4 separate regions of the Danio rerio genome follow, and all the other regions are linked to region 1. Evidence: chromatin contacts called from public HiChIP or PLAC-seq data. All regions are on one chromosome and are shown on one strand. Each heading gives the region's core, a stretch centred on a gene start, on an enhancer-like site or on the middle of the called end of the contact. The rest is flanking DNA. Distances are from core to core; before and after follow the strand shown. Region 1 holds the start of diablob (diablo, IAP-binding mitochondrial protein b). Region 2 holds the start of kcnk12l (potassium channel, subfamily K, member 12 like). Region 3 holds the start of ppm1nb (protein phosphatase, Mg2+/Mn2+ dependent, 1Nb (putative)). Region 4 overlaps rtn2b (reticulon 2b).

Region 1 (7,775 bases), core at 3,302-5,801:
TTGGGCACCTGCGGCATTGACCGCCATGAAATGCGTGCCTGTAAAATCGGGAGGCCATATAATGAATTGAATCACACAGCTGAATCTGAATATCTGGACGAACTACTACGTCAGGCTGGGCAGTACTAGTAAGCACCATTACTGGAGCGATCGCAGGCACACCTGTGGTGGGGAAGCTCAGGATGGGGAGGAAGAGCTAAAACTGAGAGATTGGCACTAACCTTCCTTCTAGGATCCCTTGGGGAGGCTGGAAGGGAGAGATGTGAGAGAAATAAATAAGTCCATTCTCTGACACCCTCAAAATCTGTTGCAAAGTGCACCAAGGGGTGTCGGCAGCTCGACGCAGCCACTAGCCATGGTGGTGAAGCGGATCATCCCTCCACAGCCCCATGCTCCAGGTCCTCCGCAGCTCCATGCTCCAGACCTTCCACAGCTCCATTCTCCAGACCCTCCATCTCTCCCCCTGTTCCGCCTCCGCTCCACCTCCCTCCTGAACTGTTCTGGGAGTGTCTGGAATCCGCTCTTAGAGAACTTTCACGATCACCAGTGATCCTTCCTGACAGATCACTGGGAAACTGCAAATGTCATGTTTAGGAACTACAAATCCTATCAGGCCATGTAAAACACCAGCTGCTCATCACGGCTGATGAGACACACACACAGCTGAGACTTGTGATGACTGATCATTCAGACTATTTATACACCACACACGTGCACAACTAAGGCTCAACCTGTGCAGTGCACATGCCCTATAGTCTTGAATAAAAAGTGCCCTTCCAAAATGATCTGAAGTGTCATCCAGCAAGCGTGGTTTAATTTCAGTTCAATTCATCTTTATTTCTATAGCACTTTTACAATGTTGATTGTGTCAAAACAGCTTAACATAGAAGTTCTTGTAAATTGAAACTGTGTCAGTCCAGTGTGGTCATCCCGGATAAACGGGGAATGAGCTGCCACAAACACTGTAAGTTTGTATAGGGTGTGCTGAGGAGGAGTGAGGGGTCAGCAAGACCGGAGGCAACGGATAAGCCCTACTGTAATCCCCAGATCTGGCCAAGTGCTCATCGCTTTGTGGGGAACAACAGTGGCCCTCACAGTGAGGGAATAAGCTGTTCGCGAGCTCTGCATCAACAAGCTGGACCCCCAGACACATGATGCAGTAGCCGTACCCCTCATGCGGAGATAGGAACCATCGCATCTGGAAATGCATGGTCAGAACAAAGTCTTGAAAAATGTTACCCCTCTTTCAAGGGTCCGTATGAAACAACTGCAGGACTAGTAATGCATGGATGATTTGTTCAGAAAAAGAAGAAGAAGAAAAAGTACTCTGTGGAGCATAACAAAAGTGATTTTTACCTAAAGTCAAGAACAATTATTAACTTAGCACAAAAAAAGCATTATAATATTTACAATAACAATAATTAAAACAATTGTTGTAATATAATTATATAATTACAAAAAAATATTATAATATTAAAATAAATATATTATACTGAAGTTTATCGTAATGATGTTTAAAATTCAGACTTGGCATTACAATAATAAATACAAGAAGATAAAAGATAAACATTTTCGACAGCTGAACTTCACAATATTAAAAATTTTTTTTTACTATTGTATATTTTTGAGCAAGTCGATTCTGTCAGATTAACTTGTCTTTCACCCTGGCCATATACTCTGTCACACACACACATTACATACACAAACAAGACACCCGGTGGGATTCAGGTTAAAGATATTTAAAGCGTGATATTTTGAAACCCCTGGATTCATTCTTTTTTACTCTCTCACTCTCGCTGTGGCTTCAACATCACCTCAGAGGAGCTTTATCTAGATTAGCACTAGCAAGAAATGTGTAGATTTCACTGTTGATCTGTTCAGCATTAACAGCACCTATGTTAATTGTGTGTTGATATCTAATATTTATGAAAATGTCTAATTTTAATGAATCTGCATCTAACCTCACTCTGGGACTAATTGATCAAAATACTCCAATGAAGGCATCTTTGATTGTGACACCAAGTATTGTTTTCCTTTATGTCAACGGGGTCATGATCTTCACTTTAAGGAAAAAGGCTGTTTTTCAGGAGATGTCTCGCTATATTCTGTTTGGTCACATGCTTTGGGTCGATACATTGAGTCTCATTTTTAGTCTTTCAGTGTATATATGTGCTGTCTGTAGGTTTTTAATAATCAGAAACATCTGTCTTTTTCTTCTCGTTTCTGCAAAAGCTCTCTTTCATGTCTCTATCTTAAATCTGTCTTTAATGTCACTGGAGAGATATGTGGCCATCTGTTTTCCTCTCAGACATGCAGAATTCACCAGTTTTAAAATTACTCACACAGCTATTGTCGTTGTTTGGGTCTTGGGATTGATTCAGTGTTTGTCTGAAGTCATTATCTTCTATTCTTTTGATTCTGCAAACACAGTTCTGAATTCATTTTGCACAAGAATTATACTTTTCAGACTGCAGATCTACAAGAGCATTGACATAGCTTTCACGTGTATATTTTTTGTGTTGGTGTCTTTTGTTATAATCTTTACCTATGCCTCTATAGCAGCTGTGGCTAAAACTGCTGCTTGTGATAAACTGTCAGCCAAAAAAGCTAATAAGACTGTTCTTCTGCATCTAATACAGCTGGGTCTTGGTGCAATGTCCATCTTAGTTGGAGTTGTCCAAGAAGCTATTTATCTGTCTACTAACTATTTAACTGCAATAAATGTGATGTATTTTTGTTTTGTGGTGTTTATAGTTTTCCCCAAGTGTCTAAGTCCTCTTATTTATGGTATGCGAGATCAGGCTTTTTGTTGTCTCTTTAAATATTACTTCACATTCGGTAAAGGTAAAGTCAAACCAGTTTTAATAGAGCTACATGTGTAATAGCAATGGTTTAAACATTTGCACTTTGTATAGTGTTGTATGTTGCCACTATTTATTAAAGTTGAATCAGACATACTCAACAAACTGATGCAAACAAATGTTTGTCTTTATTATTTTTATTTATGTATTATATTATATCATATTATATTTCAATAAAGAATAACAGAGATGAATATTTTTCCACAGAGAACAGTCTTCAGGATCTAAATCCTTCACAAACACAAGCCTTTTCTTTAATAAGAAGTTAATCTTTGGGGTCTTTTGACACTTAGCATGATCAATAGACATGACTGATGGATGTGACCCACTCGTATTCAGACTTCAGTGAATGTGTCAGCTGGGAACATTTAGCAGAATCCTCATTCATGCCAAAAAAAAAAGTAAAAACGGCTTCTGAAGCTTCTGTGAGTACTTCGATGGCATGTTGGTGTCTAATTATTATTCATGCACTGAGTTTTCTTGTGAGAAGATGCTGCTTCTCGATTGTTGGTCAAGCTGTGAGACCGTAGTGTTGTCAGAAGTACCAACAACAGAAGTACCAAGTCTGTATTGAAATGTTGTTGTTGTTGTTGTTGTTGTTGTTGTTGTTGTTGTTGTTGTTGTTTGTTTTTGTTTTTTAATGTAGTGATCACAGCATTTCCTGCTTGTATTTTGTGCCTGAGTACTTTGGTCTTTTAAAAATAGATATGTGCCAGTGTACATTTTGAAATAAAAATATAAAAAATCTTGCATTTCTGCCGAATCTACATATAAGTTGTTCTTACTTAAGGAGCCAGATTCACACAAATTACTTGCGATTATAATAGATAATTCCCTTCAAAAATTATAATAAACTATATAACATGTGGCAACTATTTTAATGCAAACTAATAACTGGTCTCCATCAAAAAAAAGATGATGAAATAGTATGTAGCTATCAACTGTATCCAAGCACAGGAAAAAAAGAGAAAAATATTATTTGGGTCAAAGATGAGAAGGCTGATAAGGTTAGAAAGCAAAACACCTGCGGCACTTATTGAACAGTTCAAACTTGTTTTACAAACTTGACTATATAAATGTCATGACATTGTGGTTGGCCTTCAGGTAGACGTATATTTGTAGGGCTGGTTGTGGTGGTGGTTATGACAATTCAAATACAGCACATGTTATATAGACTCCCAAAAGAGAAAATTAAACTATGCATATATCAGCAATAAGGAAATTATACTTTTATTTTAAGTTTATTTAATAAATGTAATGCTTATATATATATTGCCAGATTACCCAAACAAACAAATCAACTAAGTGGATTAATTTACAGAGATTAATTTTTACTTAAAGAATAATAATCTGTGCTAGCAAAATAAACATTGTAAATTTCACATATGGGGTTTAATGTGTTCTTGAACACTCTTCCAGGCCCGTATGGGGGGTTTAGGTGGTTCGAAATACATACCCCCTTTTTATAAGTTTTTAAGTTTTATTTATTTTAAAATTCTATACTTATAACATTATTTATAAAACTGTAATAACTTACAGTTTAAACGCACATTTGTCAATAAACACTTTGTGTTAAAAAAAAAAAGGTATGGGAAGCACTTTGACAAAATTGTGAAAGAAATGTTTGTTGCATCAGAAAGTGGATATGAATCAAGATGTTAAGAGTGCAATTCTCTTCAACACCGACAGAAGGAGATGTTACAGTTTCATCATCTTAACAAGTATGGCGGCGTACAGGAGGAAGTTGTTCGCTGCAGGACTGAGGTTGTTTATTTATTCATCGGTATCAAGTAACGTTATTACGTTTAACTTTATCTAACTTGTATAACGTTAGTATTTGTTGTTGTTTGTACAATCACCAATAACAGACCACGCTTAACTTTAGCTAACTTATACATATGTCGTATCTGTACAATCATCAATAAAGGACCAGTAGTTGCTTAAACAAACGTAACGTTAGCGTTGACCGATCAATGTTTTGGCAGTTGTAGAAAACATTCGCTAATGATTCTACTCCATTGTAGAGCTTATTTTCTGCTCCACTTGGCCTAGTTTGTTAAATTTATCTTTACGAAATGCTGCTTTTGACTTGAGCAACTGTATTATTCGTCATAAGGTGTTGTTGCTTTCCCCTTAACTTTTGCTGTTGTTGTGTGTACGTTAGCTATGCAGCTTCGTTGTTGAGCAGCGGCGGCTCGTGTCAGGCTGGCCGGAGACTCTTTCTGCTGCCCGGGATCTTCAGGAAACACCGGAGGACTTTGAGTGTCACTGGTGCTATTTGTGCTGTTCCCTTCCTTCAGGTCTGCACAACAACACTGTCACTGCACTATACACTATTTTACTGATAAAATGTCTAAAATTTAAAAATGTAACAAGCAACAACAGTGTTTAGGAGATAAACTGGTTGTCAATTACGGACTGAGGTTTTTGCAACTAATCGTAGGCTGTTTTACCCCCCTAAAATTAATAACATATTCACAATTTACTCGCACTTGAGTCTAATTTTATTTGAATATATTTATTTTGTTATTATTTGTTTCATTTTAGTAAACACTCTGGTATACAGTGAAATGCTTACACAACCGCCTTTGACCTTAAAAATAATAAAAACAATAATAATTTAACAAGATTTGAAGAAGTTATGCAATAGAAAATAAATAAAACTATTCAAAGACTTTCACAATAGAGTAAGTGAATGTAGAAAAGCAGTACAAAGTATAAAAATATAGCTTATCTGTACAAACAGAAACATAGAAGTGTTTCTAACAAAGTGAGGAAGTGTGTATCCTATACATTAGATCAGTGGTCACCAAACTTGTTCCTGGAGGGCCGGTGCCCTGCAGATTTTAGCTCCAACCCTAATCATACACACCTGAACAAGCTAATCAAGGTCTTACTAGGTATTCTTGAAACATCCAAGCAGGTGTGTTGAGGCAAGATGGAGCTAAACCCTGCAGGGACACCGGCCCTCCAGGACCAGGATTGGTGACCCCTGCATTAGATGGTTTGTCAAGCCCCCTTACATGTATAACATATAACATATATAATATATAAGTTCCAATTCTTAAGTTAAATTATTTTATTTAGCATAAAATAATATATTTTGTAAAAACCATTGACTTCCATAGTAGTTAAAATACATGCTATGAAATTTAATGTCGCAAGCTTTCTTCAAAATATCCCCATTCTGTTCAATGACTGAAAGAAAGTCAAGCAGATTTGGAGTAATAGGATGTAAAGGACTTGTTCAAAGTAAAGGATGAGTAAATTTTGATGATAGAATTTTCAGTTTTGGGTGAACTATCCCTTAGAAATAAAAATACTGTAACAGCATTATTATATGTTATCTATTTTTAAACCATTTCAGATTTAATTTATTATCTAACATCCCAATGCAGATTTTTTTGTTGTTTTCACAAAAGCGATAATATTATTTAAAAGGTGTTTTATATTTTTTATTTGTAACATTTTGTGCAAATATTTTAATCTACAAGCAGGCATGTTTATTTTAGTTTGACAATCAATTTTATGGCCTACCAATGCAAATACTTGCGACTTGGCTCATGTATATTTCTGACTGGTCTTGAAAAATGAACTAGCTTATTCATATTTATGAGCTTAATTTAATTTCTGTTATTTTCACCTAAATTCTGACCAGAAGGAAGAAAAAAACACACTTTAACTTTTCTTTTTTGCCTTTGTCTCATTTAGAAACCAGAAAATCTGTCCCATGAAGATCTAGTAAGGAGAGCATCGTCTCTGGTCACTGACAGTGCAAGCACTTTCCTCTCACAAACTACTTTAGCACTGATCGATTCCTTCACTGGGTACATTAAGGTAATCACTAGTATTGCAGTAATGAATCGATGGTTTCATTTTCATCATTAAACAGGTTTGCAAAATCAACATTCCATATTTTGTCTTCTGTAGGCCGTAAACATTCTTGTTGAGTTACACAAGCAATATGAGGCATCCATCAGCAAGTTTACTCCTGAGGAAGAGAATGCCATCTGGAAGGTCATTCTTGGTCAGCGTCAGGAGGTAGTGATTTTAAAATACCCAGAAGTTCATGAGCTCCTAAATTATTAGTGTTATTATCATCATTATTATTATTATTATTATTACTACTTCTGCTACTGCTACTACTAATAGATGTGTTGAATGTGTTGTAACACTTTAAATTATTTTCATTTTTGCAATATTTGCAATATCTAATAGTTGTTGAATATGCCATTGTGATATGCTGACTATACCTTCTTCTCAATGTTTAAAAAAAATCAGGTAATTGGCAGGAGAAAGAATTGTACACACTTTGAATCCTGCTGGATGACCGCCGTCAATCTCTCGCAACAGGCAGCAGAGGCAGCTTTCAATGCAGGTAGCTTTAACTTTCTGGATGTTTAGAGATGTTCAAAGTTTTCATGTTATTTTTTTTAAGAAACATTTTAGCAGTTCTGATAATTATTTAATTATAGTTGTTTAATTAAATTGAAATATGTTTTATGTCTGAATCAACAAGAAAATAAATTGTTTTGAGCAATTCCATGCAAATGTCAACCTTGCCATGAAACAAAAATTAAGTTTTCGCCAAAATAGCAAAACCGTTTCTGTGTTTTTTTTTTTTCAAGCAAGTATTTTACTGTGCTTATTATATTTGATTTCCCAAAATCACACAAGTGCCAATTTTACATCTGTCACATCCATATCAAAGCTTGTTCCTCATAAATGCAAAAAAATGTCAAATAATCAATCATTTTTGTTCTATAGTGAGCCAGCGCTCATTCTTTTGATTAGCATTATTTCTTTTGGGTTGTGCAGTATAATTCACAGAATGTCTACAAAGTGTGCTTTATAGTGTAAACTCACAAACTTTTTGTCACATCAATAATGCATGCTTATTTTTCTCATTTAAAT
Region 2 (7,775 bases), core at 2,821-5,320, 180 kb after region 1:
AGCTCAAAAACAGACAAAAAAATTACAATATATGTTATGATAGATGCAAAAACTTCCAAACGCCATCCAAAATACTCTTTTAAAATCTGCATTTTTCTCAGCCTGTTGTTTATTTGGTTATTTCACTTATAACACATTGAAAATAACCTTTAATAACCTTTGGATTTGAGACTGCATATCTCAGAGATGCAATGTCAGACACAATGCACACAATGGAGCATCAATGGTGACGTGACTGTGAGGGGTAGAATTAGGAATAGGTGTGGGCATTAAAAGCATTGCACGCAACTGCACCCTCTCGATTAAAGAGACAGCATCAAGACAGAACTTAAAGGCTACTACATCTAAACATCTCTTCATATTAGAATATTTCTATTTTAATGAATGCTCATAGACATTCCATTTGTGTACATTGCAAGTTGTCCTGAGAGCCATAACAACTGATAACATTTCACTCCAATCAAGTCCAACCTGATGGCAAGCCTGAAATTTTTCAAAGTTGCAGCAGATAATTGTTAACTAATTCCTTTATTACGTTTTTGACACTCGTTGACCAGACAGAAGCGTATGGTCTGTGAAATCCTTTTTTTCTCAAACTTTGTAATTTGCTGGATTTAATTTTCCTCCACTTAAGTTATTTCCTCCATTTTAAAAACTACATCTTAATTTTTTTGTTAAATTTTGGCAATCAAATGTATGTGATTTCAATTTAAGACCTTTATTAAACGCATTTTATTTTCTAACAAAAGTTTTCAAGTTAAACACTTTCAGTTTTATTTTAATGGCTTGTGCAGACCCTCTGTTTTTCTCAAATAAAACCTAAAATGCTTGTAAACTAGAGATAAAGTTTATGTAATATCCTCTGAAAACAGCACAAGAGCCACACATGGTTTGAGTACATGTTGTAAATGAATTTAATTTAAACAGACTTGCAGAACAGGCAGACTTCATATTTACATAATACTAGTATATTTGGAGATTTGATCAGAAGTACAGACCTATGTTTGATTTATTCTTTTAAAACATGCCAAATTCTGTGATATTCTGTTTTATGCAGTAAATTCCAATTATAGGATGAAATTCTGCAATTCACATCATATACTGCATTCTGAAAATCAAAGGGCCTGGTGCTAGCAAAACCCCAGCAAGCATTTTCTTTGTTTTAAAAGATGTCTAATAGATGTCTTAAAAATGTCTAAACATAGTGGTCTTGGCTAAAATAAGGCTAATTTGGTTTGTCAGTGAAAATCTAATAGACGTCTAAGAATAGGCCAGAACTAGGCTAGTCTTTAAATAAACAGAAATGAATGACTACACATATAAAGTTTGTCTAATATGTCTATTTGATAACTAGTCTAGTTTTGGGTTATTCTTAGATGTCTATTAGATTTTTACAGACAACCCAAGTTTAGCCTTGTTTTAGCCAAGCTGTTTACGTTTAAATGTCTATTAGACATCCATTAAACACAAAATTGTTTGCTGGAACCATGGTCCTGGCTCATCTTGGTCATCAGCTGTTACCTCCTGACAAAATTGCATCTGAATTTTGCACAACTGTAGGTATGTCAGACTGCATGTCAATGTACACCGCTTTTCTTATTTATTTAAAGCTTATATTGATTGATGTTTACTTTTTCCATGCTATGCACAATTGCCTATTTTGTAAAATTATAAAACAATTTATACCTTAAACCTTCCTTGGCATTTAGTGTGGACAGCAAACTATGAATTTCATTGTACATGGAACCACTTTCCTTACTGTGCATATGAAAAAAACACTTTGAATTGAATTGGTTTGTTGGGGGGCTGGAGTACCAGTTGGAAATTTAGCAATCAAAGTATTCATTTAATAATGATGCATAAAAATGTATTAAACTTGCAACTTGATTCTTTAGTTTATTTCTAATTGGCAAGCTATTTTGGCAAGCTGGTTTGCAGATAAGGAAATTTAAATGCAACATTACTCACCTATAGTGGAAATCACTGTACCAACAAAGTAGAAGGAGCCTGAGAAATCCCAGCGGGCCCTAAGTTTGTCCACCCGGATTCCAGCTGCAAAGGCCTCCTCATATTGCCTGAGCAGGACCTGCAGTGATTTGAGATGAACACTGTTTTGCTCTGTGAAGTTGGCCAGCTGTTCTTCCCAGCGCTGGTGAGCCTGCAGCTCAGAGGGATGCTCGAGTGCGGAGAACACCACCGCGCCACACAGCAGGTAGAGCAGGATGAGGGCTGCCAACAAGCCGAAACGGGCATTGTCTTCATTCAGGTGAAGTGGGAGGCAACAGTTGTTGCTGGCATCTCTTCGACGTGGCATGACTTGACCATCAGCAGGAAATGACAAGAACAGGCAAACATGCACAGCCACTTTCATACACACAACACAAACACTCTGTCACACACTCACCACAGCAGCTTTAGATGAGGTGCAGAGTCACATAAAAACTGTGTGATGCTCTTGCACGCAGATGCAGTTCAAATATGAAGGAGCACAGGACAAAGTTCTTCATTCTGCTGGATTCATAACTGCATCACTTCCTCCAGCAGCCATGAGACCAAGACACAGTAAAAAGCAAGGTTATCAGGTAAAATGACACATGGTCCGGGAAATAAGACCTCAAGATACACCTTTTGGATTAGCAGGTAACAGTAGGCAGGCAAGCGCAAGATTGTAATCTTTCCCCATCTCGCTGTCCAAGTATAGCTGGTGCTGCAACAGTCAGATATAATGCTGTGGTCTTGTTGTGAAATCATCTTTAAGCTGTTTGGAGGATACAAATAAGTATTTTAATTAATCTAGTGTAATAATAGTTTAAACAAAAGAGTATAAAATCACACAATTTAAATATATCTAGATACTGACTGATTTAAAAAAGTTAAGCACACATTAATTATCATTGGTCCATCATACACATGTTGTACATTTAAAATGATATATTTTTATGCTTTTAAAGAGCAGTATTAATACTAAAATTATACAATTTTGAATTACTGAATTATAGTTGGATTATTTATTATCATAAAAAAATATGGCTAATATTTAGGAAGTCAGTCATATTTGTCCGATTGAGTTAATAACGACAAAACTTTTAGAGTGAAACAAATTGAAGGGTACGTACCTGACTGTACATGTGATATTGGATGAAGAGCACCTCTGATGTCTCCGTAATTCTCCAACAGAATCGAGTCTTTTAAAAAGAGTTAAAAGAGTCAAAAGTGTTGGAAACGTTTAGTTAAACCTAAAGGCGCATTTTATTCGTGGCAAGTGTGAATCCTTGGCAGTGCGTGATTGAATGATGCAGCTGACAAAATATGGGAGAGAGAGAGAGAGAGAGAGAGAGAGAGAGAGAGAGAGAGAGAGAGAGAGAGAGAGAGAGAGAGAGAGAGAGAGAGACGAAAATGTAATGAGCCGAGCTTGTACTGGTAATACATGTGGTAATCTTTATTAATTTAACTGAGAATCCTTCGCATTCTTTAAAAACAAGATAATTCCCTGATTCATTCCTTTGGTTGCAACAAGTACTTGCCTCTAAGTATTTTTGTCGTGATTTTTTATCAATACATGTTATTTTATTATTACATGTTAATAAGTCAATCCAACTTCGTTATTTATTGTGACGTTTGTTTTCGCCTAGTGAATTCATGAGTTAATGTATATAATTCGGATACATTTATGTTAAAAATGTCTAACTATGTATTAAAGAGATGCACGTGACTGATATTTCCATTACAATTGGCCACTCGCGTGTCACGCCCATCCTCGTACCCGCGCTTTAATATCCAGCGGTCAGAATTCTGGATGTATTGAAAATGGTAAACAATCCTTTCATCTTTTCATTAGGTCACCTTAAGTAATGCGTAAGTGTCATTGGAATGTGGCGTTTAAATTGTGTAGCTCATTAATTTGCTACATTAAAATGCACTCTATCTGGCTACAAGTTTTGATGGTAAGTTAGGCCTGTAAAAATATTAGATACCTGCGCAAGCATGACAGTATATAACCTTCGTGTATTTAATGCAGGCCCGTAACCAGCCCAGTGAAAGGGGTGATTTTTTTTTCTCAAAAAGTGGATTTTTTGCATGTATTCGCCTCGTTTATATTTAATTATTAGATTTAAATATTCCTCTTCGTGATGTTTTTAAGCACTATTTTTAAGCTGGATTAGCTTGTCAGATCGTGATTAAAACCACACTGTTATGTACCAAAAATGTTTAGAATAGATAAAATAAATAAATAAATAAAAATTTATTACATCATATTTCATTAGAAATAAAATGGGAATAAAATAGAAATAAATTAAAAACTACTATATTGTCAATTATTATACAAATAACAAATAGTCCAGTACATTTAACTTTCCTTTGTCAGAATTTGGCCCTTTGAACAAGAAAAAACATAATAATATTAATAGTAATGAAGAATGATTTATCTAGCCTCTCTTGTGAAAAGTTTTTTAAAATCATAAATAACAATAGTCAAATTAGTATTCAAATTAATTTTAATAAGGGCCACTTTTAGTGCTTCACGCCTTTTTATTGGTCATTTTTTTGTTTTTAGAATAAAGGTCCAAGATTTACAATAATAGTTACTTGTGAAAAAAAAAATCTATTTAACAACAATACAGTAGGTCAGTAGTGAAAGATGACGTCTTTTACATCAGATTCTTATGTTTTCTTGCACAGCTGGATGTTGGACTGCTGTGACTTCAGCTAATCAGTTTTGGCAAATACAAACAATTATTTTCCATCAAAGCGACATAGGTTCCACTTGGTCTTAAAGTCTTTTTAGATGGGATATTTTCACAATTTATGATGGCATAGCAGTCAAAAAAAAGACAAATGAGCTCATGTATGTGACAAATTTTGGACCTTTGTCAGTGAGGGGTGAGTCTTTCGAACCACCCAAACTCCCCTTGGCTATGGGCCTGTAACATTAACAATTTTGTAAACACAGTAAATATAATAAAAAATATCAGAAAATACACATCATTTTTAGGATAATGTTGTATAGAGGTTAGAAGTAATAATAAAAAAAAAACACACAGCAAGGCAGAGAAAAAACCTTGGCAATTTTGAGAATGGAGATTATTTAATTAATGTTAAAAATTTATTTAATTAATGTTAGAAATACAATTAAATATTTATAGCCTATAAAATACTAGTGAGTTCTAAACACCAACTGTTAAGCCCTATCCATAAGAAAGTTGTGCAATAGTTGCTGAGCATTTCAGATAAAATGACATATTTTATAAGGTTTAGCGTTTGGATATATTTATGCATTAAACAGCCAGTCATAGACAAAAACTGCTTTTGATCCCACTGTGTGAAAGTTGAATTTTCATAGAGATACCAAAGATGGTGACAGTCAATGATTTAGATACTCTCAAAAAATGCTTGTTTTAACCCAAGTTGAAGTTTATTGAATGTTCTTGCTCTACTGATAGGTCTTCTTACCATGACATGTTTGTCAGTTTATAGGATATTATGGGGTTTTAGTATTTATGTTTTTTCCTGACATAATCTGCACACACCAACCACTTTATTGGGTACACATTACTAGTACCGGGTTGGACCCACTTTTGCCTTCAGAACTGCCTTAATCTTTCGTGGCATATATTTGACAAGGTACTGGAAGTATTCCTCAGAGATTTTGGTCCATATTGACGTGATAGCATCACGCAGTTGCTGCGTATTTATCAGATTTATCTATTGGATTGAGATCTGGTGACTGTGAAGGCCATGTAAGTACAGTGAACTTATTGTCATGTTTAAGAAACCAGTCTGAGATAATTCACGCTTTATGACATGGCACACTATCCTGCTGGAAGTAGCCATCAGAAGATGGGTACACCGTGGTCATAAAGCAATGGACATCAACAGCATCAATACTCTGGTAGGTTGTGGCTTTGATTTGACGCTCATTTGGTATTAATGAGCTCAAAGTGTGCCAAGAAAATATCCCCCACACCATTACACTACTACCAGCAGCCTGAACTATTGATACAGCAGGATTGATCCATGCTTTCATGATGCTGATGCCAAATTTTGACCCTACCAATCAAATGTTGCAGCAGAAATTAAGAGTCATCTGACCAGACAAATGTTTTTTCAATCTTCTATTGTCCAATTTTGGTGAGCCTGTGTGAATTGTAGCCTGTTTCCTATTTTTAGCTGACAAGGGTGGCACCCGGTGTTGTCTTATGCTGCTGTAGCCCATCCGCCTCAAGGTTGGACGTGTTGAGCGTTCAGAGATGCTCTTGTGCATACCTCAGTTGTAACTAATGGTTATTTGAGTTACTGTTGCCTTTCTATCAGCTCAAACCAGTCTGGCCATTCTCCTCTAACCTCTGGCATCAACAAGGCATTTGCGCCCACACTTCAGACCATACTCTGTAAACCCTAGAGTTGGTTGTGCATGAAAATCCCAGTTGATCAGCAGTTTTTGAAATACTCAGACCAGCCCGTCTGGCACCAACAACCATGCCATGTTCAAAGTCACTTAAATCACCTTTCTTCATCATTCTGATGCTCGGTTTGAACTGCAGCAGATCGTCTTGACCATGTCTACATGCCTATATGCACTAAGTTGCTGCCATGTGATTGGTTGAGGAAATTTGCGTTAACAAGCAGTTGCACAGGTACCTATTAAAGAAGCCAGTGAGTGTAAAAGAGAATAGAACAAACTTGTATTACAGCTGATTCTGTCCTACTCATTTAGCAAATTATGCCAAAAGCTTTACATAATTAACCAAATTCATTTTTGACAGAATCAAAAGTCTTATCATTTATTGTTGACATATTGCCTGAACAATATGCATGTTATAACCATTTTCTAAAATTGATACCCATGTGTCACTTTTTTCCAACTTGCTTCATATCATACTGTAAAACATACAAACATGGTAGTCTTATTAATACTAGTTCATTCAGTGGTTCTGGTCAGTTAACAGAGGTAAATGTCAGTGATTCATTTTTATGCCGAAAAAAATTGTTAAAACACTATATTTGAGTAAGTCCAGACCAGACTTGGCACTTGGCTGTCTTGTTAGGCTGCTCCAGTTTTTGAGACACACTCAGAGAGACGTATTGATGATTACTGTGATTTACTTAGATTTCAGACACCATGCCCTCAAACCGTATAATCTTCATAGAGGTGACATGGATATTTGAAGACTTGATTTGCATTCATTTCCACTGACGTAAACTGAAAATGTTTTATGAATCAACAGCTGATGATATGAAGCGGGTTCATATATCTGCATAATAATATACATTTTTAATCACCTGCTTCCTGTTATTCATAAGGCCAAAAGTCAATACGCACACACATTTTGGTAGCTCCGTAACAGTACTAGTAATGGCATTTTAGTGCAATTTATGGTCATTTATATTTAAGTACTGTCATGATAAATACCTAAACACTCACAATCGCCCTCTCCTCTATCCGATTACAATCATCTCCCAGAAAATTCAAGGACATTTCAACAAGGGTGATTTAAAAGCTCCAAACAACTGACAGACCGCTATTTCCTTGTTGCTTTACCGACATTAAAATATCACTTTGTTTGATGTTGACAGACGAAAATATAGCCGTGGTACTCTCTTTCTATTGTGCGATGTGCTCAGATGGCTGAGACGACATTGCTTTGTTCTCTCTGACCAGCCCACCCTTGCCTTTCATCTTGTCTGCCAGCTCACAAGACTGTATTCCCCATCATTAGAGTACTGGTCATTGCTTGTAAGTGCCCAGGTGCGCTGGAGACAGACACACAAGCGCT
Region 3 (7,775 bases), core at 2,182-4,681, 160 kb after region 1:
ACAAAAAAAAAAGATTACATACTTTGAGGGAAGTTGGACAACTAAAATGTTGCAAAAGGGTTTATGAAACAACCATTTCAGTGATTTAAATGCACATACTGTAAAGCCAGAAACAACAACAACAAAACATCTTACAGAAAATAAAAGTGAAGTGGGAGAAACTATTCCTGTTGTTACAGTTACCTTAATTCAAAATATAAACAAACAAAAATATCAGTTACATATTTCAGGTTCTAATTGTATACAGTCATTGGTTATCTTGCACAGCATACTCACTGGAAGGGATGCGATCCATCATTGAGACGGGTAACTGTCATGGCTTTGTAGAGCAAGCGTACAGGGAGGGTGAAGGCCATAATGCTCAAACCGAGGTTGGATAGAATTGTAATGGCACTGAGCTGAAACAAAGAAGCCAAGCCCACAACCAAACCTGTAAACACCACCCCGGTGGTTGCCAAATTCCGCCAGTATATCAGATCCAACACTAGAGAGGGCAAGAAAAAGAAAATGTGTGAAATCTCAGGAAAATAAAAATATAAACAAATAATCAGACAGAATGATTGAAAGAAAGAGACTGAGGGGAAAAGGCAAAGATCATTGAGTATTACTTTGAAGTCTGTCTCAAGGGGGATTTGTAGTGAAGTATTTGTGTGGTCAGATGCGCATGTTTCCACTGGGTGTCAGGCAATTTGTGTGTTAGACTGTCTGCCACAGACTAGCAAATTACAAATTTCATCCATTTTTTTGGTCCATTGCAATATCTTTAGTAAATTAATTCACTTTAGTTATTTAATCTATTAAATGATGTAAATGGTCCTCTAAATGTAAAACAGGTTTTGGATTCAATGAAAATAGTTGAAAACTGGCTTCAGTTCAGCAGGACTTCTAATATCATAAAAGAAGATCATATGTTAGAATTATGCTTAAAATGTCACCTTATTGGCCAAACACAATGTTATAAAACATAAACACATTATTTTCAATAACTTTACTGGATAATGCTAATTTACAGTAATTTAGCCAGCCAGAAATCCACTTTGTTTGTATGCAAGTGATGCAGGGGTAATAAAAGGGGTTCAGTATATATCCAGTAAGCATCTAAAAACTTAAAGATTTTTAAAAATATACTTTGTCATGCTATACATTGCCAGGCATTTGGTATTTTGGTTTTGTCAAACAGTGTGAAAACAAGCAGACTGAAAACACTCAAACAGCACAATAAAACTGAAGAGAAAAGAAAAACTGAAAAATTCTCATGCGCAGGAGTGGCCTTAATATTGTCAAGGACAATATAAATAAAATGTATTGACTGATTGATAGAGACGGCCAGAAGTTTTCATTTAGCATTGTTTTTTTTGACAAGCAGACATGTGATCATCAAGGCAGACTCAGCCAAAAACACTTGATGAAATCGTGCAATTGTCAAACAGCTTGGTCACGTTATACACTCCAGGCTGTGCCAGACATGTCAAGTCTGTAATCACATTCAATTTTTTTTTTACACACACAAATAGAATAATCTGAATCCAAAGTCCACTGCAGTTGTCCATGAGCTCATCTATCACATAACTGCACATTAATTTAGTGCAAATGTTACATCACCAAGTCAAACACATGACATAAATGGCCAAGAAGCTCTTTAGAGTGTTAGAGAGCACATGGACACAATCAGGGCAGAACAGCTAATGGCAGTGTGCATTAGAACGCCCCTTCTCTTGTGAAGCCAACAGAGCTCAACAGCTGTTGACTCTGATTATCCTCCAAATGCAGGTGCAAATCTTGAACGAATGCTGTGTGCACACTGGTGCAAAGCCGAATGAGCCTGTATTAGATCAGTCCAAACCTTCAAAAATCTTCTCTGCATAAAACCCTCCACGAGGCCTCCTGCTAATGTACTTTACTGCAGCCTAACATGGCTGGGTCAGATTGAATCTCTCCGGGGAGACGTCTGCCAGCACTGCCAAAATAAGACTGAGAGAAGATCTCACCTACTTCATTCAGACATCATTGACTCCTTTTCTCCCTCTGCCTCAAAATGTAAATCCTAGTGTCATGCATCAGTCCGCTCATGAAGGTAGTCCATCCATCAGATCCCATCAGCCTGCCAAACTTCCATTGGGAAAAGTCCTGTATGATGTGCTGACTAGTCAGCAGCATTACTATACCTCTACAGAGCACCACTCAACTTCAATCTGATCTCTTATCCTCCCCCCAACCTACCTCAGTTACTGCCAACCTGCTATTCGTGTACCAGCAGATTACACGTGTAAACAATACAGCTCATGAGAGCTTGATTCCCTGTGCTGTTCAGTCCTGCTCAAGACTCTCACCTTTGCTGGCCATTTCTGCTGCTTCCACACCAAACCCCCTCTCCTCCTAGCACTCCACGAACCCTCTGGGCTTTTTTTGGCCATCTTAGCGTTGTCAGCTGGAAGGGGTTGGCCTGACCTAATAATATCTCAACCACTTGGACACCCCATCTTTACGAACACACACAGCTATACTCCCTTATGAGCTGTTCCAAGCTTAAGGAACCTGAGACGTCAGCATGTGTTTGTGTGCATCTCAAGGGAAATGGATAAGCTTAGATATAAGCAAATTGCTCAGGCATTGCTCAAAGAGTGCTGTGCTTTATCTTCCGACATACTAGCAAAAAAGCTAGCCTTTAACACCTACCTGAGGATGCATGTAGGTTTTTATCTACATATAACTTCGGTAATGAAAAGGCCTCTCTTTTGTCAGGTAGCTTGACCCAGCAGATGAGTCAGTACTATCAGAATGATGCAATCATTGTTCAGCTGTCAAACACATTTATTCATGTGACATTTGTGTTTGCGTCATTCCGCAGACACACAAGAAGAGTTACAAAGACAAAAATATCTTGTTACGTAATAATGTTTATGAATGCATTTTTGATTTACATAATCCACTAATCTGTCTGAAACAACCCTTGTTAGAGTCTCCTGAGTTCGTATCTGAATATGCCATTTATGAATTCTGCTCAAGGCAAACCGTGTTCTTTAATGTGAATCACTGGATCTGGTTCACATAACAGTTTTTAAGAAAAAGCAATGGAACGTACACTGTCTCTCTTTCTTTATTTATTTCCCTCATGCTGGGCTACTGTGAAAAATCTGTTATGCACATTAATCTGTGCATGTTAGGTAATCCAAAATTATCAAATGCTCAGCACAGATGATTAACAGAGGGAGTTCAGGAGGAGAAGCTGAGGGAGGGAGAGAGGGAGAGGCACTGAACATGTGAAAGAGAGAGAGCCACTCTGCGAAAGGATTGCATGTTGGTGTGTACAACAAGAGGGAGGGCCAGCGAGATCATTGGTGCACAGAAATAGCTCAGCCAATCGGAGGGATGACAGGAAAATAACGGGCTCAGACAGAGAGAAAGCTTAGAGAGAGGGAATATCACTGACATATAGGAGAGGAAGGCAATAAAAGTGGATCAAATTGGACGGAGCAACCGTGACAACAGATAGATTAGATCTCAGTGAGATTTGTAGCAATGGGTAGACTGAGAGAAGGGATATCCAAGCATTCTATATTGGACCACTCGATGATGCTTGAAGGTGCAGAATCAGTCTCCCGGGAGATAATGCTGTGAAGGCCCTGAACAGCAAGGCTGCACACAGCCAAACCAAAGCCAGCGAGCTACAGCACAGGGTGGAGGCCGTGAACGGATTCAAACGAGTGCAAAAAAGACATCATGAGGACATCTAGGAAAGGAAGCGTTGAAATGCCTGCTTTTGTAAGGCAGCTGGTAAAGGAGACAGAGAAAAGGGTCACCTCCTTTTTTAAAGGGGGACGAGGAGGAGGCGCAGGGGAGCTGTCCGAAAGCGAAGAGGGGGCAGAAGAGGAAGGGGTGATCCCTAGCCCCTATTTGGACCGGCCAGTTCTGGACAAGCACATGCAAGAGGGTTGTGCCTCCTGGGGACTTACCTATGCCCTGGCTAGTATGCAGGGCTGGAGGGCCCACATGGAGGATTTCCATAATTGCTTCCCTCAGCTTGGAGGGGAACTGTCCCACTGGGCATTCTTCGCTGTTTTCGATGGACATGCAGGAAGTGCTGTGGCCCAGAACTGCTCCCGAAATCTACTTGATCACATCTTAGGTACAGGTGAGCATCAAGCTGTCCTAAAATCAGTTGGCGTTTTTGTTTATTGTGCTGTAGATACATAAAGTACATAATGTTACTGTAGATCGGATCATCACATCACGTGTTCATTGTTGATCTCTTTAGATTACACCTGAGACAATCCCTTGAGACTGGATTAATTTGTAGACCTGCTGTACAACCAAAGCCACTGCAACATTAAAACTTCATTAGGCTGCGTTCTGACAAGTTAATTGAGGTGTACAACATGTTCCCTATGTAGGAAACGCAATTATCTTCACATAACGCTTTGTCCTTGCAATCTTCACTAATAAAGCCTTTATATTCATTTGTGAATAAGCAAATGTGATCTGTTTGAAGATCACTGATAGATCCTGCACTAGCAATAGCAGACTAGCTTGGGTTGGTTCATTTGTTACATGAGCGGTTTCTTCTCAGGCAAGATCCGAGCAGATGAAGATGTGGAAAGGGTCACTGAGGGCTTCAAGGAGGGCTTCTTTCTTATGGACAAGCACCTTCATGCCATGGCCTGCCGTGAGGGTTGGGAGCGGGGTGGGACCACTGTCGTTTCCACTGCTATCACTCCGCACCACATCTACTTCGTGAATTGCGGGGACTCTCGGGCTGTTCTGTGCCGTGCTGGGCGAGTGGCATTTTCGACAGAGGACCACAAGCCTTTTAGCCCAGGTGAGAAGGAGAGGATAGAGAGTGCTGGAGGATCGGTCACTTTGCAGCGAGTGAATGGCTCTCTGGCAGTCTCCCGAGCATTGGGGGACTTCAGCTACAAGACAGTCGAGTGGCGGTCAGTCACAGAACAGATGGTATCACCAGAACCAGAAGTGTCTGTGGTGGAGCGCTCGCCAGCAGATGAGTTTCTGGTTCTGGCCTGCGATGGTGTGTGGGACACTGTCAGTAATGAAGAGCTCTGTGCCTTCGTACATAGCCGACTGCGTATCTGCACCGACCTGAGGGAGGTCTGCTCCCAAGTCATCGACCTTTGCCTCTATAAGGTTAGTATGAACAAAAGATTTCATGTAGTATTTGGTTCAGACCAATTCATGCCCAATTTGGTCTCTTTTCCCAGAGCAACTTTGGGTCTGTGCAGCATCAGCGGTTCTGGTGACAGCTCTTTCACTGGGTAAAACCTTTAGTACCAGAAAATGCCAGGTTCACATTTTGTCACATTGGATTTACCACCAAAACTTTACATCCAGTGCTTATGTTTGATGGCCAGATCCAAACTGTTCTTCAAAAGCAAGACACTAAAATCAAGCAGCTTTAAAATGTGCTTTAGATGGTCTAAAATATATATATATAAAAAATAAAGTCATTAAGTATTTTAGCGTTGGAGCAGTCAACTACATTTTCTAATGCGAAATCTAGAGTCTGTTGGTTATGACACTGCAAGCTGACTTAAGCCAGGCTGTTGCATTACGTAAGAGAAACACAGAATGGCCTTTAGGCTGCAGAAAAGGATGCGTGCTGACCTGAAAATGTCAACATCTTTCTCTGCGCAGTAAGCCAGATCTTTGCTTTGTCAGTGCTGCACATTCGACCACCATCGCAAAGCACAAAGTGAAGCTGTATTCAGCGCTAAGCTGTATGGGATAAACTACTTTTAGCCATGGTGTGAGGAGATTACAGCATTCTGCCACGCATTGTACGGTGTAGGGAGAGACAACCTACAACATCCCTAAGAAATGAAGGATAAGGTTTGCATTAGTGACACCAACTCCAATCCACTTAATCATCAACGTGAGGTGGCTGTCTTTAAAACAAAAGCCTCAAGGCTAATGACACGCGACTGCCTGTCCTGTTTAAAGTAGCACCGGAAGAAAAGCAGCTGCTCAGTTTAGCGATGAAATCGTATTATTTGTTTTTTTTACTGTATGTGTCTTTGTGTCTTTGCTAATAGGGGAGCCTTGATAACATCAGCATTATTCTAGTGTGTTTCCCTGGCGCCCCCCAGCTGTCACCTGAAGCACTGCACCATGAGGCTGAGCTTGAGGACTTCTTGGAGTCTAAAGTAGCTGGTAAACCACCAGAATAAATCTGGTTTCCTTTGTTATTGATTCTAAGACATGACTTGCATCACAAATAGTAATGGTGATGGTCTGTGCATGTCAGCATGAGGAGTTAAATCATTGTCATGCATGTCTCCTTGGCAGAGATATTTGAAGAGCTGAGCATGAGAGGTGATGAGCCTGATCTGCTGTCAGTTTTGACAGTGCTGGCCTCAACGGTGATTCCTGGACTTCCACCAGGAGGCGGCCTTCAAAGCAAGTGAGTACATGTTTTATATCATGCTTTACTTCTGCTCAAAATAACAGACAGCAACGATGTTAGATAAGTGTGAAAACTTGATTCACGCTGAAATCATTAGTAAATCTGTTGCATTAAATAGATGTCACACTTCCAGTTGATCTGAACGGCTTTTAAATAGCATTATTTTATTTTTCTAACTTATTAATACATTTAATTATTATTATAGTTTTTTTATATTATTTACAACTCCATGATATCATTACAGGTGGAATTAAATATTGACATTGACTCATTTATTCCCAAATGACAAAAACGGAAATAGTGAGTAAGCCTTAATAAAATCACTGGCCGTTGAAGGATTCAGGCAGCAAACACAGCAGACTGATGGTTTGTTATTTAAAAGGGGGCTGGGAATTGAAATATTAAAAACAACTGAATTGTGATGATCAGACATATAACCATCTTCAATGTCTATATTTGGGATGGAAAGATCAAATCTAAGTGTGTCCAAATTTATGAGTAGGCTTTGAGACAGATTGAGTTAGATTAAAGAAATGAATGATTTGTATGATTCCTTCACCATAGGCTCTTTAGGACAGCAGATATGCCAATTAAAATTCACCTAGTATTAAAATATTCTCAAAACTTTGTACAATTGTAGTTAAAAACACATTTTGTTGTATTTTGTTGTCTATATAAGTGCACAAAATAATTGAAATAATGGCTAAGAAGCAATTATTATATTACTTATTTATTTATTCCTATTTTGATTGATATTAATGAAATAATAATAATAAGAAGAATAATAATAAGCAACTATTAGAATGCTTTCATCTTTTTTTCATGTAAATAATAATTTCAAAATTTATCAGCACGTTCAAAATCCACTGAATTGGGAAACAATTTTATACCATTTTCTACAAATATTTTAAAATAACATTTCTATCAATAGAAACCTTTGGACATTTATTTAAATACCCAGACATTCACAGAGTCTTAGAATATTTGTTTCAGTTATGAATTTTTAATATTCTTCTAGTTTTGGAAGTGTAAAAGGGCTTTATTGGATCATTAAACTTGTCTTTCATGTAGCAACAGATTAGACAATCATTAGATTAGATTAAAACTGCTAGGATGACATATCCACCCTGGAGGTGCTGAATGATGTCCAGGTACCCTGTGTACAAAGCAGCTGCTCTCAGATTCAAGGTCCAGACACCTTTACTGGAGCACCATTCAGATCCACAAGCAGAGCTCAAATCATAAGTAAGACAACTGAACACATGCCTGAACTTTACAATTTTCTGAATTCGCAGGCGGAACTGTATAATTTCTGCTTACTATCAACAAAAAGATGCTCGAAGATCTAGATTAGCCCAGG
Region 4 (7,775 bases), core at 1,474-3,973, 140 kb after region 1:
CTAAACTGACCATTGTGTGTGTGTGTGTGTGTGTGTGTGTGTGTGTGTGTGTGTGTGTGTGTGTGTGTGTGTGTGTGTGTGTGTGTGTGTGTGTGTGTGTGTGTGTGTGTGTGTGTGTTTCTTAGTACTGGGGTGTGGCTGAAAAGGCATATGCTCCATAAAACATTTGCCAGAATGGTTGGCGGTTCATTCCGCTGTGGTGACCCCTGATAAATAAAGGTCAAGGCCAAAGGAAAATGAAATAATAAATTCTTACAAAACAAAGAGATTTTTTATAAATGTGGTTCAAATAGAGCCAAGATGGGAACGACTGCATCAGACTAGGGGGAAAAAGCATTATACAAAGAGAAAAACACAATCTGAGGAAACAAACTAAAAGCAAAACTAGTCAAGCACCTCTGCAGTATGCAATGACTTTGCTGTATACAAATCAATACAAAATTGCGCTTTACTGTATAACATTGCACTACGTCTTCCTCTCCCAGACACCCTTGTGATTACTCTGCTGTTGTTAAACCCAGTCACTCCCCTTATTGGATTGAAACTGTGAGACTCTTTCGCCCAACTTCTCTTCTTTTCTAATCATTATTTATGAGTTTTTTCTCAGTTCCGTTCTGGCCTTTTTGTAAGCGAGAGGCTTTCTTTGTTCTTTTCTCTCTCTTTTTTTTTTTACAGGAAGCCAAAAATAGCATACATTTTTCTTTGTTAGTGAATGTCGAGGCATTTCAGGCTCGGACATAGGAATTGTGGACGATACATCTGGTGTTTTAAGAGAGAATATGTGTATGCAAGTGTTTTGTTAACACCAGGGGGATCAAGGTGCCCTATGGAGGGAGAAGATCACGTGAACAATTGATTCTGCTCAATGTCTAATACGTCATCCACTTCTCTCTCTCTCTCTCTCTCTCTCTCTCTCTCTCTCTCTCTCTCTCTCTCTCTCGCTCAATTCCCTGCTTTTTCTCCATTTGTCCATCCATTCCCTGAGGACTGCCACTGCACAGGCAGGGTTTTTTTTTTCAGACTATTTTCACAGCTTCCTCAGGAATTTGGATTGCTTATCTGTGATAGTACTGTACTTCATTTGACCTTCAGTGTAAGGGAAATGATGTCAAAGATTGTCATGTACATATAGTTGAGGTCAGAATTATTAGTCCTCCTGAAATATTACGCCCCTTTGCATTTTTCCCCTAATTTCAGTTTAACAGAAAGATCTTTTCAACACATTTCTAATCAAGTTTTATTAACTAATGTCTAATAACTTATTTTTGCTTTGCTCTGATGTAAGTAAATATTATTTGACTAGATATTTTTTTAAGTTATTAGTATTCAGCGTAAAGTGACATTTAAAGACTTAACTAGGTTAATTAGGCAAGTCATTGTATAACAATGTTTTATTCTATAGACTCGAAAAAAATATTGCTTAAGGGGGCTAATAATATTGATCATAAAATCTTTTTTTTTTTTTTATTAAAAACTGCGTTAATTCCAACCTAAATAAAACAAATAAACAAATAAAACTTTCTCCAAAAGAAAAAAACATTATCAGACATACTGTGAAAAAAATATTTTCTCTGTTTAACATCATTAACGAAATTTGAAAAAAAGAAGATTTACAGGAGGGCAAATAAACTTGACTTCAACTGTATATTTATTTATTTAGCATAAACTTTCCGTAAGTGACTGTATTCAATTTTTCTTTGTTGACCCCAAAATGAAAGTTCTATAATCGTTTTTTCACCCTCCATAAGCCTTTTGTCGATACTCTAAACACAAGGGAAGATATTTTTAATGAAATCTGTCATTTTAGTCCCTTCTAAATGCACCCAAATCTATGTAAAAAGATCAAATAATAAATATGCAAACCAGATGGATTATTCCAACTATTCTGCCCACACAGTAGCTTTACATAATGAACACATGTAATTTTAACTTTTATTCACATTTAATCATATATCATCAAACATAAACAGAATGTCGGTCAAACCTGCTCAATGACCAAGAACAAATCTCATTGGTTCTCACATGTCAAGCAAGCATGATCGAGGCTCTGTGACCAAATTTAAATTTTGTAAACATTGTTAACTAATCTGTAAATAAAAACCCAAAATAAATCTGTTCATTATATAACACTTTTTTTCTCAGTCACTTTGATACATTTCTTAAGCATTTCTCAACACCACATACAATTAGTAAACCACCATGAGTTACCTGCAAAAGTCAGTCTCTTGCTCAAAATCCTTAGTTCATTTCTCAAAAACAAAATATCTGTGTCAATGAACATATCAATGCCATCAGAATGACAAGTCCTTGATCATTGTGTGCTGATAAGGCAGTCAAATTGCTTATGTTTTCAATATAACCGTGTACTCTGCTTTTTTTTTGGGATGTGCGCAAGTGACATGATGATGAAGATTGAACTGGTAGTTTCAATTCTTCTCTGAGAAATGTACCAAAGTGACTGTGACTTCTATTAAGACTTATAGAAAACTTATATTACTTTATTCATATTGTTTATTCAGAGAGAGTTTTATTTTTGACTTTCAAAAAGCATGCAATAAACATCTCAGCGTGATTGGGGCATTACTGATAGCAACACTATTTGGCCAGATGCTATATGGATAGACAGGGAGAGCAATGCATATCCTTCGGGATAGTACAAGACACACACTGCTTCCCTTCTCCCGACCCCTTGTCCGGATACCCAACAAAGTCATCCAGGCTGACTTGGAGAAGTTTCCTTGAATAATTTCGGGAACAAAGAGATGCTCTCTCAGCCTGTCCCAGTCATTATCTGTGGCCATTGTGGCATTTGGTCTCAGTGAATGAGATCATTGAAGCGTTTTCCGCAAAGTGAAAAAGGACAGAGAGAAAGGGTTCAACTCTTAATTAAAACTGCTCGCTATAAAATTACAAGTCAAAAAGGTCAGAAGTTTGCCAACTATAAAAACAACTCTATTTGTATGTTTGATGTCGGTGTCTAAGGGTGTTTTCAAACCTACCTTATTGAGTTCAGTTGAATCGCACTAGAGTTCGTTTTCCCTCTTGGTGCGGTTCGTTTGGGCAGGTGTGAATGTAGCAATCGCACTCGAGTGAACACCAAAAGAAGAAGAGGTGTTCTCTGTATGCTTTAAAACGAACCCTGGAGCGGTCCATTTGTGGTGAGAACATGATCCGAACTAAAACAGAGTCGACCGCAAAAAGTACTGCGCCTTTTTGGAGGAATGCCAGCTGCCACAGTCCGATGAGCTGTCTGGCCAATGAGTGATGTAAATTTTGTCACATGACTGCATTTTGGTTCTTTTTCTACTGGTTTGAACCAAAGCAATCAGTGTGGTGTGAAAAGGACCCAAAACAGCAGAAAAATGCTATAGTGTACAACTGAAGTCAAAATTATTAGCCCCACTTTGATTTTTTTCTTTTTCTTTTTTAAATATTTCCCAAATGATGTTGAACAGAGCAAGGAAATTTTCACAGTATGTTTGATAATATTTTTTTCTTCTGGAGAAAGTCTTATTTGTTTTATTTCGACTAGAATAAAAGCAGTTTTACATCTTTTTAACACCATTTTTGGGTCAAAATTATTAGCCCCTTTAAGCTATTTCTTTTTTCTATAGTCTTTAGAGCAAACCATCGTTATACAGTAACTTACCCTAACTTGCCTAGTTAACCTAATTAACCTAGTAAAACCTTTAAATGTCACTTTAAGCTGTATAGAAGTGTCTTAAAAAATATCTAGTCAAATATTATTTACTGTCATCTTGGCAAAGATAAAATAAATCAGTTATTAGAAATGAGTTATTAAAACTATTATGTTTAGAAATGTGTTGAGAAAAAAAATCTTCTCTCTGTTAAACAGAAATTGGGGAAAGAAATAAGCAAGGGGCCAAAAATTCTGGGGGGCTAATAATTCTGATTTCAACTGTATCATTTGTTGCCCTTGATCCAGACCGAATGAACTGAACCACCGATGTGAAAGCACCCTAAAACTAGTGCACATCAGCACAGAGAGAAAACAAGACTGGAGAGTGCTCAATTTATAGCATCCATTTAGACAATCAATACTATTAAACCAGCAATAAACGGTTGCTCTTTTTACCAAATGAATTCATATCGTTTCAGTCATTGTGGTAAAATTTCTGACTTTCTGATCTATAAAAAGAGATTTCTGTGACTTACCTTGCAATGATCTCTCTGTGACGCTGCTCTCGCTGTGAAAGCACTTTCTCTAAAACTCAATTACCACATCTTCGCCAGACGGCCTCATGTATGACCTGCACTCAGCTGTAGAGCACTGCTTCCTCGGCTATCCCATCATGCCACTGGACAGTCCCTGCTGTGAGATCATGTTCAACCAATTGTTGAATACAAAGCTTAGTGTTCTTTAATTGGCTCAAGGTGCTCGTATCCGTGTCTGATGCAGCTGCAGTCTGGTGTTGTTTGTGTCTGATGGCTGCTGATGAATTGCATGGCCAATCGATTCTTCATTTGATGTCACTTTAAGGCATTTTGAGTTATTTTCTGTTTAGTTATTTGTCTCATTTCATTGCAAATGTTTCTGGTCAAGTGCAAGAAGCAGAGCTCAATCTTGCTGACGCACTCGAGATAGTATTTCCCTCTGCAGCTTTTATACAACCACAATCCTTAAATGTGTTGGCAGAATCATCGGCGAGGATCTCATCATGGACAAAATTACAGTTTATTATCCTGTGTACTCCTTTGCTTTATGATCATGGCTTTGTGAGATATTGGATCCTGGTGGTGAAGAATGGGAATGTAAATTATTATAAGAACGTGTAAAAAATTGCTTCTCGAATGTGTTTAATCACAAACATTAGATTGAGTGATTTGACTAATGTACTGGTTATCACTTGTCACATATTGGACTGTAGCAAACAAGCTTTTTGTGCTTTTTAAAGATGTATAATATGCATCTAAATATGGACATCATGGCTAAAGCCAGGCAAAATTTAAGCTGTCAGTGAACATCTAATAGAAAACTAACAATAGTGCAAAAATAGACCAGTATAAGTCAAATAGACTTCACATGCAGCCATTTAAAGCTTATCTAAGCTTATTTTATACTTGTGGGGCTCCTATTTTGAAAACAGGACAGGTTTTAAAGAAAAGTAAGCAGTTCTGTGAAACCAGAGTCTCATCTGTTTACTGCTGTTTAACAAAAATTGAAATTAACAGTTAATTAGTATTTTGGAGTGGCACTGTGATTTGTAAATATTTTATTTATAAATATGCCTTTTCTTAACATGATCTTTAAAGTTGAGATAAAACAAAAATAGGCTTAACTCTAAATCATAAATCCAGAGAAACTGAGACGTTTAATAGTTACAAAAAGTAATTTATAACTTTTTTAGGAACCTCAAATAATAACTTCTAGTTGATCATTTGGTATCTTTTATATGAAGGGCAAAGGCCTCTAGATTACACTTATTTTACCAAAATAAAATATGACCATGCCTTGATTTTTAAATGATTTAATTAGAACAGTAAGTTCTAACTTTGCTTAAACAAAAGTCTTGTCACCTAACAGAAATGATGTACAGTAAATAATATAAAGTCATGGTGCAGTGAAAAAAGAATGAATATTGTGCCTGACTCCCATGAGCTTGGATGACTGCATCCCTACATCTCTACAATGACTCAAATAACTTATTAATAAAGTCATCTGGAAAGGCAATGAAAGTATTATTGCAGGAGTCAACATTTATTTGGATTCATCTTCAATGATTTCTCCTTCATTTTACCCCAGACATGCTCAATAATGTGCATCTCTGGTGACTGGGCTGGCCAATTCTTTAGCACCTTGACCTTCTTTGCTTTCAGGAACTTTGATGTGGAGGCTGAAGTATGAGGAGCGCTATCCTGCTGAAGAATTTGCCCTCTCCTGTGGTTTGTAATGGGCAGAGCAAATGTCTTGATACTTCAGGCTGTCAATGTTGCCATCCACTCTGCAAATCTCTTGCAGGCCACCATACTGAATGTAACCCCAAACCACCAATTTTTTTTTTTTTTTTTTGGTCATCATCCAATCTGACATTTATGTACATACAGCAATAGAATGAAACTTGATAAAGCAAATAACTTCAAAATCATTTCCCGATACTGCCATAAAACAAACAGTGTTGCAATTTAAAGCCAGAGTCAGTCTGAAAAAGGTTGTTTAAAACAGCAATGAATACAGAGTGTTCCTTCGAGTGCAGTTGTTCTTGTCAGTGGAGTATTGTGTGTTATTCCTCACATGCCTGAGACCATCCTGCTTCAAACTGTCTTCCCGCGATGTGCAAAATGTTCCTCTCGTGCTTTCTAAACAGACCCCTCCATAAATTCTGAAGCAATGTCATTTTACGGATGGTAGTCTCTTAAAAGCCTGTGAAGACAACTACCAGATTTTGTTTATCTCCACCCTAGCGTGGACGCATTTGTACATCAAAGGCCATCTTCTATCTGTCTCTGTTCAGCATGTCATCTGCAAGCAGTATTTAACTGAATGTTTTGAAAACGACATACGTTTTGACTTTCTGAACGAGGTTACATCCTCAAGCAGATGCTAATTTGCCACAAAAGAAGCATTTCTGAGCTAAGAAAATACACGATGTGATGTTTTGTGCTATGTTGTCAGATGCAAAAAAAAAAAAAATACAAATATGAAGGCAAATAACATTGAAAACACGTGTTTACTGGGGGTCATGTCGCACAAAAGATGTACAAACACAGGGAAGCAAAACATGACTTGTTTTAAAGTGACATAAATTTGTTTTGAATTGCTCTGTGAGGCAAAATAGAACTGAATATTTTTTAAAAATACCAAAACATTCTCATTTTAACCTCTAATATGTTAAACAGTTTTACAAAACAGAATTTCTACAACTTCAGCCAGAACTGTCGTGATTTTGTGGTCGCATTGCGCCCTCTAGTGGACAACAACATACTTGCAACTGTCACTATAGATTCACCATTTAATATGAAAATCAGTAAAAAAGCTTGGTTAGGCAAAATGAACCAATAATTATAAATATTACACAGCGGTATATAGTAATTAATTATAAAAGAGAGTTTATGTTAAATAAAATGGATGGAAAGTTTACCTAAATATGAAAATGTACTAATTTATTCACCCTCCAAACCCCTTTCTCCTTTCTGTTAAACAAAAAAAGAAGATATTTGAAAGCTGGAAACTAATACGATGGAAATCAACGGCAAATACGTTCTTTTTTTGTTCGAAAAACACTTTTTGTGGTGAATAACACTTTATTTTGATGGTCCCTATTGCACATTTTGTTGACTAAAAGTTGCACTGAAACTTTATGCCAATTACTTCTTATTTGAGTATTAGTAGACTGTCTGCTTAATATCTGTTGATACTGCTCCTTCAACAGACATTTAACTGACTATAAAATACTTTGCCTATAACAGGGGTTTTCAAAGTGTGAGGCGCGCCTCCCCTGGGAGGCGCCAGAGCATGTCAGGGGAGGCGCGGGAAAAATATTATATTATAAAAATATAATTATTAAGTTTAATTATTATATGTATTTTTTTATTATATTTAAACGTTTTAATTAAACAAAGCTAAAAAAAAAAGAATACGTCTAAAATAAGAAAACCTTTTTTTACCCAGAAGGCCATAGCTGTGAATTCGCTTCTGTTTGGCAAGCCCGCCAATACAGGTATTTGCCTGCTAATCATGCTGCTAATGCAATGGATCGGTTTCTGAGATCCCCTGATTCAAGGCCTTCAAGTTCAAGGCTTTAACCCAAAAGACG

Evidence for each region. HiChIP or PLAC-seq counts read pairs in DNA pulled down with a chosen protein or histone mark.
Region 2: an H3K4me3 HiChIP or PLAC-seq map of embryo shows a contact between it and region 1, with 4 times the contacts expected there. The contact joins the promoter of kcnk12l here to the promoter of diablob in region 1.
Region 3: an H3K4me3 HiChIP or PLAC-seq map of gastrula embryo shows a contact between it and region 1, with 6 times the contacts expected there. The contact joins the promoter of ppm1nb here to the promoter of diablob in region 1. A contact is called at or near these places in 1 of 18 Hi-C or Micro-C datasets (embryo) and 2 of 4 datasets of contacts at active chromatin or transcription factors (embryo and gastrula embryo).
Region 4: an H3K4me3 HiChIP or PLAC-seq map of gastrula embryo shows a contact between it and region 1, with 4 times the contacts expected there. The contact joins the enhancer-like site here to the promoter of diablob in region 1. A contact is called at or near these places in 12 of 18 Hi-C or Micro-C datasets (caudal fin, embryo, fibroblasts and 4 more) and 3 of 4 datasets of contacts at active chromatin or transcription factors (caudal fin, embryo and gastrula embryo).

Annotation. Positions count from the first base shown.
Region 1 is chr21:22,983,794-22,991,568 of GRCz12tu, reverse strand. It overlaps diablob (diablo, IAP-binding mitochondrial protein b), which reads left to right and starts at 4,551. Exons shown (of 6, transcript NM_001243034.1): 1 at 4,551-4,625; 2 at 5,026-5,161; 3 at 6,573-6,698; 4 at 6,792-6,902; 5 at 7,143-7,239. The coding sequence starts at 4,585. It overlaps or113-4 (odorant receptor, family A, subfamily 113, member 4), which reads left to right and starts at 1,809. Exons shown (of 1, transcript XM_017352938.4): 1 at 1,809-2,897. The coding sequence starts at 1,926. The coding sequence ends at 2,882.
Region 2 is chr21:22,807,299-22,815,073 of GRCz12tu, reverse strand. It overlaps kcnk12l (potassium channel, subfamily K, member 12 like), which reads right to left and starts at 4,070. Exons shown (of 3, transcript XM_021469073.3): 1 at 3,117-4,070; 2 at 1,969-2,758. The coding sequence starts at 2,371.
Region 3 is chr21:22,824,098-22,831,872 of GRCz12tu, reverse strand. It overlaps ppm1nb (protein phosphatase, Mg2+/Mn2+ dependent, 1Nb (putative)), which reads left to right and starts at 3,431. Exons shown (of 6, transcript NM_001103117.1): 1 at 3,431-4,132; 2 at 4,568-5,139; 3 at 6,045-6,162; 4 at 6,298-6,412; 5 at 7,711-7,774. The coding sequence starts at 3,721. It overlaps rtn2b (reticulon 2b), which reads right to left and starts at 2,383. Exons shown (of 8, transcript NM_001029959.2): 1 at 2,331-2,383; 2 at 277-484. The coding sequence starts at 2,343.
Region 4 is chr21:22,841,034-22,848,808 of GRCz12tu, reverse strand. rtn2b (reticulon 2b) reads right to left here. Exons shown (of 8, transcript NM_001029959.2): 8 at 6,671-7,419. Among named protein-coding and RNA genes, the nearest start is that of rtn2b, 15 kb to the right of the region's middle. Within about 2 kb of position 2,723, at least 9 of the 62 cell types and tissues checked have an H3K27ac peak or open chromatin away from gene starts, as enhancers often do.